Regions from separate parts of the Mus musculus genome. Here regions 1 and 2 are each linked to region 3. The links are chromatin contacts, called in public HiCAR-type and HiChIP or PLAC-seq maps. All regions are on one chromosome and are shown on one strand. Each heading gives the region's core, a stretch centred on a gene start, on an enhancer-like site or on the middle of the called end of the contact. The rest is flanking DNA. Distances are from core to core; before and after follow the strand shown. Region 1 overlaps Arsb (arylsulfatase B). Region 2 overlaps Arsb (arylsulfatase B). Region 3 overlaps Lhfpl2 (lipoma HMGIC fusion partner-like 2).

Region 1 (3,695 bases), core at 839-3,338, 340 kb before region 3:
AGGGATGTACTGTGATGTACAGACATGAGCTAAAATGGAGAGATGGTCACTGATAAAACCCTTGTTTCTTTTCTTCTTCCGAGCTGGTTTATTTTCTATTAAACCTCCCAGATGCTGTTTTGTTACTTTAGAATAGGAAATCTATATTATCTTTTTAAAAATCCCTCTTAAACAAGTGGGGTTTTCCCAAAAATTTCTCTAGCCAGAGGGAACTCTTCATTAAACAGAGCACTTTCTGGAAGGAGAGCGTATGAGCTTATGTCAGGAATTAAGTGATGGAGAAGGGGAAAATGTCGCCTGGCCTTAGGTGCAGAAACTGACCCAGAAGCCTTGGCCAAGTGGCGAGAGTTGACAGAGAGCCAATCGTGGTGCTTCTGACCCGTGCCTTGGCAGGAACCTCTCTGCTACCTTTAGACTTCAGAGCATCTCTAACTGGTTGGATCTTTGTCAAGAGCTTGGTCCGAGGTGGTTTCTTTTCTTTTCTTTTTATTTCTTTTCTCTTGATTTAATATAAAGCACTCACAAATTCTTTCAAGAACAACACACAGCTTTGTTTAGCTCCCTCAAGCCCTTTCACCTCTGTCAAGTTGCACCAGGAAATTTAAGGTCTAGCCAGAGGCCCCCAAAGAGTTAAAAAAAAAAAAAACCAAAACCCTCAACCATCCTGCAGAGTAGGAGAAATTGATGTCAAAAACAGATGTGCTGCTGTGGGCCTTGCTGAATTCATAAGTCAGGATAAAGCCAGTATGTATGCATGCATCTTAAAAAAAAAAATCTTGGCCAGAATTATAGAGAAATGGAAGGTCTCCTCTGCGATTCCTCTTCAGGCCTTGCTGGCCAGGAGCCCTGGTGAAGGGCTCCCGGGAGACAGGTGGCCCTGACAACTCCTAACCATTAAGTCAGAACGCCCTCTAATCCCTTGTTTTCCTTGTTGGTGTTCTGCAGGGCCGAGCTCCCTGCACAGAGCCTGCCCGTTTTCATTGGCTTTGGGGATTGTTATTGGAGTGGCTGACAGCTGTCTGCCAGGCTGTCTGAAACTGCCTTCCTGTGCTCTCCACACTGCTCCACTTCACAGCGCTATTGTTCCTGTCCAGCCTTTTCTTAAAATCTTTCCCAGCTGTATCCTGATATGGCAAACCACCTAAATTAGCTCCAGATTGTTCTGTTTATTTTATGTTAGATAAGTGATAGACTATAGTCCCAGCAGCGGGCCAAATGGAGGGTGGAAATGGGGGCAGGGTGTTGGAGGGGGTCAGAAGACGCTCGATTTTTTACTGCACAGGGAGAGTTCCAGACAAAACTCTGAAATGGCGCATGCGTGACAGAGCCACTAGTCCTGCCATTCATACGTGACCCAGAGTGGTTGGCAAGCATAAACTTTGGATCTGAACAGCAGAAAAGAGAAATCAGAACCCCAACACAAAGCCTTACTAGACAGAAGCAAAAATATCTATCCTGGGGAAAACACATAGGATCTGTCAGGTTGGTTTCTATGCCAGCTACCACACTTGACTTTCCTGTCAACAGAGACCCCTCTCACTTGCCAGTGAAAGGCTCTGTGGGTTCAAACCTGTCCCCAGTCCTTTAATCTCCCTGTATGCTCGGCATTTGAAAACATTTGCTTCCTGTGCCTGAATTTAAAGCTAGAAACCCACAGCAATTGACTCGCCATCATAACTGCTTTCCATACAGCTGCAAGTGAAAATTCACAATAGATTTGGCCTCTTCTGCTCCTCTTGGCCATCTGTGCAACTGCTTAACTGTGGCCTCTCCCCTGTGGGGCCAACTTCTAGCAGGGCCTCTCCACAGAGACCTTCCAAATGCTTAACAAAAAAGTGTTTTTTAACTATAACTAGATTCTCTCCCAGGATGAAGACTTCATATCTGTAGGGTTAAACCCAGATATAATATAACTAGATTCTCTCCTAGGATGAAGACTTTATGATCTGTTGGGCAAACCCAGATACAATATAAGAAATGAACGTCCAAAGCTTGACTCAGCTGAAGCAACGCTAGCAGCCACTGAGTGCTTGTCTCTGGTAACTCAAGACTCCCTAGTGAAGATAGCCATGACTCACTTCAGAGCTGGGCCACTCCTCCCCATGCTGAGCCAAAGTCCTTGAAACCCTTTCTGCCATGTGCAAAGACAGGGAGGAGAGCAGGGTCAGGAGTAATAAAAAAAAAAAAATGCCCCTAGGAACTGCCTCTCACTTTCCTTTTAGGAAAATAATCTCACTGTATAATTTTTTTAAATGACAAAACCAACTGGAGAAAAATAATTACCTTGTCAAGGTCTCTTGGCCCCAGTGGATATGCCTTTGGTCTCTATGAAGGTCCAGTATGGAGCTGCCTGGCCTGCATGTTACCCCAGCTCTCAGCGCTGGATCTTTCTATGTAGCCTTGTTGGCTTTTGATTGTGTACAGCCATGCATTTGTCCCTGGGCCAGGCTTCTCCTAGTTGTGTTCATGGAAAGGAGACTGAACCTGTCTCCCCTTGCCACAACACTAACAGCCTAGGAGGCCTTTAATCAGGGCCTAGCAAACCAATTTTTTTTCTTTAATTCTTACCTTATACCATGCACCTCATTACACTTTTGTTTTCATTCATTCCTAGACTTTAAAAACAGAGGCAAACAGCTCATGTGCCCTTGGCCTGTTCTCATTCAAACCATGGTACAGCTATCTCCAGCTAGCTAAGATGGAGTAAACAAGTCAAGGCTTCCTCACTGTGGCAGATAAAAATGAGAAGCAGAAAGCAGACTGTCTGAGACTTCATAGGGCAAATGGTAAATGAGTGGACTCTGGGTTTTATTAATTCTTGTGACGGGGTAAGCTCTGTGTGTTTGTTTTCTCTCCTCTGTCTTTCAGGTCTGACACATGAAACATGAAGTAGGCACTGATAGTATTCTTTTGAAGAAATCCCTACTTCTAATAGTGAGTGAAGAAATCAATAATCTGAAAAACATGAGGAACTCACCTCACATTTCTCTTCTCCAGTATTCTCTGCTCTGTGTTCTATGCCCTGTGCTCTGTGTTCTGTGTTCTCTGTTCTGTGCTCTGCACTCTGTGTTCTGTGCTGTGTACTGTGTGCTCTGTTTGCTCTGTGTTCTGTGCTCTGTGTTCTGTGTTCTGTGCTGTGTGCTCTGTGTTCTGTGCTTTGTGCTCTGTGCTCTGTGTTCTGTGTTCTGTGCTGTGTGCTCTGTGTTCTGTGCTGTGTGCTCTGTTTGCTCTGTGTTGTGTGCTCTGTGTTCTGTGTTCTGTGCTCTGTGTTCTGTGCTGTGTGCTCTGTGTTCTGTGCTGTGTGCTCTGTGTTCTGTGCTGTGTGTTCTGTGTTCTGTGCTCTGTGTTCTGTGCTGTGTGCTCTGTGCTCTTTGCTCTGTGCTCTGTGTTCTGTGCTGTGTGCTCTGTGGTCTGTGTGCTCTGTTTGCTCTGTGTTCTGTGCTCTGTGTTCTGTGCTGTGTGCTCTGTGTTCTGTGCTGTGTGCTTGTGTTCTGTGCTCTGTGTTCTGTGCTGTGTGCTCTGTGTTCTGTGTTCTATTTGCTCTGTGCTCTGTTCTGTGCTGTTTGCTCCGTGCTTTGTGTTCTGTGCTGTGTGCTCTGTGCCCTTTGCTCTGTGCTCTGTGTTCTGTGCTGTGTGCTCTGTGCTCTGTGTGCTCTGTTTGCTCTGTGTTCTGTGCTCTGTGTTCTGTGCTGTGT
Region 2 (4,237 bases), core at 1,503-4,002, 280 kb before region 3:
CTTGGCACTGTTGTTTCATTTCAGGAAAATCACATATGTTATCTGTGGTGTAGTGTCTTTCATTAGTGGACAGATACTGACTCAGTAAGGTGACAGTACAAAGATCATATAAGAAATTAGGCTGTTATTCAAAAAGAAAAGAGCAAGCTGTGAACTGCACTAACTACTCTTGCAGCATCTAAGAACTTGCCTGTGACTGTCAGGCAGTAATTCCTGTATTCTAGACATCTGGTCTACCACTCAGCTCTTCTACCAATACTGCTCACTTTTGAATGTACATCCAAATGTCCTGCTTTTGTTGATTAACATTAGATCAAAATTCAGCATTTCTTTTTCTTTTCATTAAAGATTGTGCATATGGTGGGGGGGGGGGGTAGAGTATGTATGAGTCTAAGGAGGTCAGAGACACCATTTGAATATATTAATGTACATATTCTATTTAAGACATAACCTGGATGAGTCTCTGGCTCAGTAGTAGAGCATTTGCCTAACATGTACAGGACCCCTAAATTCAACCCCTGATACCACCTACAAGACCTTAAATCTCATAACTGACTTTTGAAGGGTTTATAAATCCTTCCCCCAAATTCTTGTTTAAGTTGACTCTATAGCAATGTACATTGTCTTTCTGGTTATCCAAATGCCAGAATGTTTTTTCAATACTAGTGTACTTTGGAGTGTCTGGCAAAAACACAACTCAGGCCAGTCAGCAGAATGATTTTGAAGTTTGACTTAGATGCATAGTTCTTTGTCCTGTTTTCCTGATGTCTATGCTGGCTAGTTTTATATCAGCTTGACACACAGCAGAGTTATCTGAAAAGAGGGAACCTCAATTGAGAGGATACCTCCACAAGATCTGCCTGTAAGGCATTTTCTTTATTAGTGATAGATGGGGAAGGGTCCACTTCATTGTGGGTATTGCCATCCCTGGGCATGTGATCCTGGGTTCTATAAGAAAGTAGGCTGAATAAGCCAGGAGGAACAAGCCAGTAAACAGCCCTATGGCCTCTGCAGCAGCTCCTGCCTTCAGGTTTCTGCCCTGTTTGAGTTCCTGTCCTGACTTCCTTCAATGATGAACAACAATAGGAAAATATAAAACAAACACATCCTTTCCTCCCCAACTTGCTTTTTGCTCATGGTGTTTTATCACAGCAGTAGAAACCCTAAGTTAATGTCCTATGGTGCCAACATTCAAAAAGAAAACTTAGGCTCTTGGGAAATGTCAGTGAGCTGAGTATCTACCTGGAAGAGGTTCCCAAATTGATAGTAAGGGGGTTGTAGGCTTCTTCCCAGAGTCTCCCTGGGACTGCTTTGGCAGTGGGTCTGACTTCTTCACAGAAACTCCTCTGATCTTATAGAAGTGCTGAGGTTGGGTGCAGACAAACTCTTATGGACTCCCAGAAAGATTGCATAGAAAAAGCAAGTGCTGCCTCTGTGTGCCCAAGAGACTGCCCCCAGCTTTTGCCTCTATAAAAGGCATGGCAGGTCATTCTGTGCAACCTTTGCCTGTTGATCTGTCATTGTATCTCAGAAGACAAAGAGCATCCTCACCCAGCTCCATCGTAAGAGCTCATCCTGTCTCTGGGACCAGCGAGCCTGTCTCTGTATCTCCTGAAAAAATAAAGGCAACTTCCTGGGATATAAGAAGCAGGTCTCATCATTTAACCACAGTCAGAGGGAAACTGGGAGAATTGATTGTTCCTGTGTTTTTTACTCAGAGTGTTTAAAGATTAGTGGCAAACATTCTGGTCCAATAAAAAGTAAAAGTGTTTTCTATTTGGCGTCAGTTTATAAAAAATAATAGAGGAATCAAATGGAATTAGAATATACAGAAGTATATAATGGTCTCTGAGTGTGAGGGAGGTGTGAAGACAGTTTTCATTATCCTTTTGACCTAATTCACTGGATGTATTTTATTTACAATTAAACATTAGAAAGAAAGAACAAAGGAGAAAGGAAACAAAGCAATACTGTGCTCAGGTTGGACACCACTCCTCTCCTCTCCCCTCCCCTCCTCTCCTCTCCCCTCCCCTCCCCTCCCCTCCCCTCTCCTCCCCTCCCCTCCCCTTCCCTTCCCTTCCCTCCCCTCCCCTCCCCTCTCCTCTCCTCCCCTCCCCCACCCCCATAAGTGTGGGAACTCTGCTCAGAGCCTTGGGGCTGGAGTTAATCGTTTGATTTCTCTACATAGTATAGATCTGTAAACTGCCTCAGTGACAGTAATAAATTAGAGTGTCTTGATAAAGACCAAACTCATCAATTTTTCCAAAATCTGTATTTGATTAATTCTACAAAGGTCTAGGTCAAAGTTATTCCTCAAAGCTTATCATTTTAACAAAGAAACCCAAGGTTTCCAGGTTTGTCAGAAAACTCATTATCGCTGCACGATGGCAAAAGGTCACAAAATGCCTCCTTCCACAAGACAAATTTCTTCTGCTCAACAACCCATTCCCCTAGCAGAACCAAGAAAAACCTCTGACATTTCAGATCCTTTTGCTTCAGGGAAAATAAATGTTCCCCAGATCGTGGAGGAAAATGACAAACAAATTAATGAAAAACAGATCCGTTCCTACAGTGTACCCGGCTAGGGCAGACCGCATACACTCAAAGTCAAGCGCTCACTCTCAGGTCCTGCCACCTCTGCAGAGTGACAGTTCCCACAGTGGCATCAGCGCTGTCCTCACAGAAAGCTGTACACATACCACAGCGCTGCAAAATGAAAGAAACATGCGTCAGAAAAACTCCAGTGTTTAACTGTGGCTGGAACTGTGAACTTGTGAGTACGGGCATTTTGAAAGTGACTCAGCCCCTTCTCACAGTGCACACGCAGAACTTGACTTAATTTAGCAGTGCTGTTTTCCTACACCCTAAAAGTTCCTGCTTTTAATTCTGCATCATTTGTACCTCTGAACACATGCTTTCCCCATATCTTCAGTTTCCACTGATTAACTAATTTTAACCTTGAGGACATTTCTTCCTTCCTTTTTTCTTCCTTCCTTCCTTCCTTCCTTCCTTCCTTCCTTCCTTTTTTTCTTTTGAACCAAGCAGTATGGACAAAGCCCGAGTTCCCCATGACCCCAGCTGGGTGCCAGTGCTAACGGGTTTAATTTGCCCTTTCAGAATCCTTCAGTTACTCATTTAAACAATATAGGCATGTGGAATTGTATACATGTGTGCTGCTTTTCCCCCATATACTTGGTTTCATATGAAATGTTTTGCTTTGTTTTTGTTTGCCATATGCCTTAGTTCAGTAAGTAGAGATTAGTGACTTTCTATGGGGGCTGCTTTGCCTCTGGGGGAGACTTGGTGACTTCTAGAAAGCTTTTTGGTAGTTACAAATGGGTAGAGACCAAGGATACTGACAATCACAATGTATACATCAGCTCCCTAACAGAGCATCATCTACATGAAGTGTCAAGGATGCCAAGACCGCCGCTGTTAGGATCTTCCTCCTCTGACCTGCAGCAGAGCCAGTGGTCCATTCAGCCAGTCATGCACAGGATCATTTGGCTGAATCCTTAAGCATGTGGGCCTATTCCTTTTCACCACAGCTAGCCCTCTTCCTGCATACCTGTCTTAATCCATTCCTGCTGCTATAACAAAATACCACGGGTCAAACACCTCATAAATATCAGACATTTATTGTTCACAGTTGTGGAGGCCAAGAAGCCCAAGGTCAAGGTATCTGCAGATGTAGTGTCTATAATGGGCTTAATCTCCAAGTCAAAAATGGTTTCCCTTGGCTGTGATGTCTTAAGGCAAATGGGGTCAGAAGGGCAAAGGTGAAAAAGGGAAGTATCTCTCTTCCTCAGGTCTTTTTGTGAGGGCACTAACTAAGCCTGTCCATCCTATTCATGGTGGAGGAACTAAATCATTCCACCTTGTGACCCTACCTCTCAGTACCTTGGGGGTCAAGTTTCAGGAGGCCATTCCTTTTAACCACAGCAACCCCTACAGGCTACCAAGATCTCTGAATGTCCTGGCTCCATCTCAGAAGCCACCTTGTACATTTCCCAAAGCTAGTCACCAGGGTTTCCTTCAGCACTCATCCCCCACTTGGCCTTGCCCCTGACTGTCCCTCCCTCCTCTGTGGTACCAGGCTGATTCCCAGAATCATGCTAGACTCTGTTACTATGGAGATTAACTATGGATGGGTCCTGCTCTGCAGACTATCTGGTCTAGCATCAGGGATTGTGCCAGGATTGCAAACTGACTGACTGACTGACTGACTGACTGACTG
Region 3 (4,143 bases), core at 563-3,062:
GTGACTTGGGCACATTTCAGAAATTCTGAGGTTACTCACAGTTTTCAATCGGCAAGAGGCAAACGGCCCTCCCGACTCCAAGTCTGCTCTCTAGAGGCTGTGGGTTTAAGGTGAAGCTCTGCAATACAGAAAAGGCTGGCTGCTTTGTCCACAGCTGGGCTCAAGCACACCTCAGCGAAGTGATGATAAAGATCAGGGGCTTACTCTTCCCGTGTGCCCATGTCTGCTAAAAGGGCTACTAAGTTCCTTCTCCCGGGATTGAGGTCCACACCAGGCCCTAGGCCCCTGTAGGCCTAGGCCTGGAACATTTGGCTACAAAAGTAGCCACACCAGTGTGGAGATGGTGACGGTCCTTCTCTTTGCTAGCGGCTGTCCTACCCACCCTCAACGCATGAGTGGCTGCCTGGAGTGTTCCTCTACTACGCCCCCTTGTGGTCTGTTTACCTGGATGCAAAGAAGCTCTTCCTAGAGCTGTATAATACTAACACTGGGGTAAGTGTTAGTATTGCTTCTTGCTCCATGGAAAAATGACACTTTAAAAAGTGACAGGATGTAAAATTACGAGATGACATAAGCATATTCCTGAGGCATACCTAATTTAAAAAAAATAAATATTCCACAGGCTTATATAGAAATACAAACTGAACTGTATGTAACCTGAGCATTTGGGAGAGGGAGGCAGAAGGATCTTAAGTTCAAGTCCAGCCTGGGCTATGTATCAAGACCCTCGCTCAAAACAAAACATTTTAAATAGTGGTATTTTGGCGTTAGAGTTACGTGTGAAAGATACTATCGCCTCAGTAGAAATTTCTTACCTGTTAACTTTTAAAGCATCAAGTCCAGATAACTGAAATAGTAGGATTTGTTTCAAGGCCTGACCTATCGACAGCCAGGAAACTGGACATCTCTACCCTCACACAGAAGCCTTGGTGTTAAGCAGTCACCTCTGGCCATCACTGGAGTTAGGCCTTACCTCAGAAGGCCTGAGAAACATTGGTCAACTAAGCCCATTTCTCTAAGCTCCAAGTCTGCCCACTTGTAAACGAATCTAATCATGGTAAAGGCGTTTGAGGGTTATGTTAGTTTACTAGCATGACAAACATGGTGTTTGGCGTCTGGGAGATGGTGTTAGCTCTGTGGTGATCGTGAAAATGTTGCTGCTTTCTTGCCACCAAACTTTAGGATGCTTTTGCATTCTAAGGGGTTGGATACCTTTTATAAGCCATTGTAGTTGGCCATATTATCTTCAAGTCCTGTATTTTCTGCCTGGTACTGCTCTCTGGTTCCTTGACTGCCTGCCTGGGGTGAGGCTGTCCGGCACAGGTGCAGAGCCGTCCTGAGGCCTTGGACAGTTGGGTCTTCCATCACGGTTCCAAGAAGCACAAAAGAGCAGATACTCTTCCTCTTTCCCACACGTACACGTCCTTATACTTTTTCTTCCTGGAGGCAGCTTCCACACTTGAGTCTTGACTGCAGGTGGCTGCTCAGACTCCCCCGGCCGCAGAAACCTCAGACTGGTGTGCACTAGAGGAGAGCAAGTCTGGGACTTGGCAGAGCCAGCAGCACACATGGGTTCCAATCCCTCTGGGACTCGTTACAAAAGCTGGGTAGCTGGCCAGCAGGGCTGGCTTTTGCCAGCTGTCTTCCGTAGGTTGTGACCTGGATGTAATCCATACTGAAACTGTAGAATGCAAAGATCCAGGTTTTCCATGACAGCATCAAGCAGTTTGTTTTTTGAAATGCATACAGTGTGAACACAGACGTCCACCGAATCCCCAGTGACTCAGGTTTGGGACAGAAGCCATTCAAATGAGCTCAGGACTTGGCTCAGTGGTGTTGGCAGGGATGGGTTCTGCTAGGCTTTGCCATGCCGGTTGCTGAGCCTGGCTGCCTGCTGTCTTCCAGTCCTGCCTCACAAGCTTCTTTCTGTCTGTTGGATCTCATACTCTACTCCGGTCGGCCCTCTGTCTGTGTGATCAGCCTCACAGGGCCTTCTCAGCCAGCTGTCACTCTGGTCTGCAGGTCTGCTACAGTGGAGGGGGTCGCCATGGGAACCCCAGCCTTGGCCACGAAGGGCCTGGTGTGTATGATCCTGTTTCCTTAGAAGTGAGCAGAGTGGGAGAGAGTGGGAGAGACTGTGCAAAGGAAAAGTGGTAAGAGAATGTGAGAGGACGTTGGGGGGCTTTGATGACCGTGACACCGCATCTAAGTGTGAGCGGCTGTGTGTGGCACCAGCTGCCATTGTGTTCATGAAGGTGAGTGTGCGGAGGGGTGAGTGGGCACGTAAACACCACAATTGCCAGCCAGGCTTGGTCTTCCCTCGTGAACCAGAGTGTGAGTGGAGGTATAGAGGGCACGTCGGACACCACTCGTTCCATCTAGAACTGACCTTCCTGAGCCAGTGTCTGAGAGGCGAGTGGGCAGGCACACCATGACTGACATCTGGAACTGGGTTCATTGCTCTTCTCCCATCGTGTGAAAACCAGCAGCAGGAGCCGCCGCCAGTGGCATGCATAGCCCAGCTGGGTCTCAGCCTACCCGTACGCTTTTCCTCTCCCTGTTCGTTCATTCAAGACCAGAAGGATGAAATCACTAAGAAAGGGGAGAGGAACGAAACCAGGGTCTCAGGATGAAGACGAGCCTAGGCATAATTTTACCTCTGAGAAAGTCACCTACCTTATCCTGAGAAGGCAGAGTGACCTTGGTGAGCAACTTTGGATCTCCCCAGGGAAAGGGGACTTAAGGAGAATTGTGAGGACAAGCCAGCTCTCCCTTTTGGTGAAAGCCAGGCACAGGAGACTTCTGGCTTCCCGGATGGGGGCTCTTGGTTTCTCTACACAGACAATGCCTCTGTTAACAGTTTCCTGTTTGAATCAGTTTTACAGTATCACAGGTTGGGCCTACAGAGATGGTAAAGAAGCAAGTGCCACTCTCTTAGAAAATGCAGATTCCATATTAGGTGGTTCATGACCACCTGTGACTCCAGCTACAAGGGGAATACAATACCTCCGGCCTCTCCAACGGGAACTGTGTATATATATACACACACGTATGTGTAAAGGGAACCAAATATATATATATATATATAAAGAGCCCAGTCATACCATGAAATAAAGACTAGTGTTTAACCACAGATAGACCAGGCAGCCATTAATGTGAAGAATCCAGAGGCTGGGATGCATTTTTTAAGAAGAATCTGTTGTATGGGCCTGAAGAAAATTGCAAACGCTCTTAAAATTCAGATACAGTGTCTGATTTGCAAATAGAATATGAAAACAGTCTGCCGCGGCACCTACTTGATTGCAGGCATAAACCACCGTGAAGCGGCTGATGCTCTGTGTTCAACCTACATTAGCAAGTCATGGGATAATGGCTTTGACGTGGCTCTGAATGTTTATTTACCTGAGTGATGTAGGCACTCTGTTTTAAGAGCTAAGGCAATGGTAGTATTTTCCAAAGCTGTAAAACCACTTTAAAAAAAAAAACTATATCTCTGTGTTATAGTACAAATATGAGTTTGTTATTTAATAATGTTCTTTCAAGTAACTTTAGTAAATAGACACACACACCCTAAAAATACACATGCTGAGAATGTAAAGCCAGTATTAAAATACTGCACATACTTGTAACCCTAGGACTCAGGCCAGAGAGTGACAGGTTCCAGGCCAATCAATAAAGGTGACGAGGTCTGATCATGTCTTAAAAAAACAAGGGTGGGGCCTAGGACTCAGCAGTAATAAGCTGGTTTAGTATGTTAAGGTTCCATCCTCAACACTGCTTGCTTTATAAACAAACAGTGCAAGCCAGTGCCCCACAACTCTAGTTTCAGATCTGAGTGGCTGTGTTCAGTCACAGAGGACAATCCCAGTGGCCCAGTATTGAGCGGTGACATCTGGTGTGCTGCAGGAATTGCTTAACATTTGCACTTGGAGATCCACTGGCAAGTAGTTGACTTATTTCTGGAAGATTTCACTCCCAGTCCCTTCAGGGTTTGGGTTTTGTTTGGTTGGCTTTATTTTTCACTCACTTGGGGGTGTAACTCCTGGAAGTACATGCCTAGTATGTATGGAGTCTTAGGGTTGATTTAATGTGTATGTGTATGTGCCTGGATGTACATATGTGGACCATGTGCATGTAGAGGTC

What was found. HiChIP or PLAC-seq counts read pairs in DNA pulled down with a chosen protein or histone mark. HiCAR-type assays count read pairs that join an accessible place to other places.
Region 1: a HiCAR-type map of fibro-adipogenic progenitors shows a contact between it and region 3, with 5 times the contacts expected there. The contact joins two enhancer-like sites. A contact is called at or near these places in 1 of 15 datasets of contacts at CTCF or cohesin (the NIH/3T3 cell line), 6 of 484 Hi-C or Micro-C datasets (ECoMG-derived neutrophils, the G1E-ER4 cell line, bone marrow-derived macrophages and 3 more), 18 of 115 datasets of contacts at active chromatin or transcription factors (T-cell acute lymphoblastic leukemia, bone marrow-derived macrophages, craniofacial prominence and 11 more) and 3 of 9 other capture datasets (adipose tissue, embryonic stem cells and liver).
Region 2: a CTCF HiChIP or PLAC-seq map of the NIH/3T3 cell line shows a contact between it and region 3, with 5 read pairs. The contact joins two enhancer-like sites. A contact is called at or near these places in 1 of 15 datasets of contacts at CTCF or cohesin (the NIH/3T3 cell line), 1 of 484 Hi-C or Micro-C datasets (nephron progenitors), 9 of 115 datasets of contacts at active chromatin or transcription factors (VIP interneurons, bone marrow-derived macrophages, effector CD8 T cells and 6 more) and 4 of 9 other capture datasets (adipose tissue, embryonic stem cells, liver and 1 more).

Annotation. Positions count from the first base shown.
Region 1 is chr13:93,838,268-93,841,962 of GRCm38.p6, forward strand. The region is part of intron 4 of Arsb (arylsulfatase B); the gene reads left to right. Among named protein-coding and RNA genes, the nearest start is that of Mir5624, 49 kb to the left of the region's middle. Within about 2 kb of position 2,089, at least 135 of the 459 cell types and tissues checked have an H3K27ac peak or open chromatin away from gene starts, as enhancers often do. A contact at or near this core is called in fibro-adipogenic progenitors and forebrain, where this site is marked.
Region 2 is chr13:93,895,974-93,900,210 of GRCm38.p6, forward strand. All of the region lies in intron 6 of Arsb (arylsulfatase B), which reads left to right. Among named protein-coding and RNA genes, the nearest start is that of Mir5624, 110 kb to the left of the region's middle. Within about 2 kb of position 2,753, at least 85 of the 459 cell types and tissues checked have an H3K27ac peak or open chromatin away from gene starts, as enhancers often do. A contact at or near this core is called in the NIH/3T3 cell line, where this site is marked.
Region 3 is chr13:94,176,954-94,181,096 of GRCm38.p6, forward strand. The region is part of intron 3 of Lhfpl2 (lipoma HMGIC fusion partner-like 2); the gene reads left to right. LOC115488151 (a long non-coding RNA gene) reads left to right here. Exons shown (of 2, transcript XR_003950582.1): 2 at 1-4,143. Among named protein-coding and RNA genes, the nearest start is that of Scamp1, 110 kb to the right of the region's middle. Within about 2 kb of position 1,813, at least 98 of the 459 cell types and tissues checked have an H3K27ac peak or open chromatin away from gene starts, as enhancers often do. A contact at or near this core is called in the NIH/3T3 cell line, fibro-adipogenic progenitors and forebrain, where this site is marked.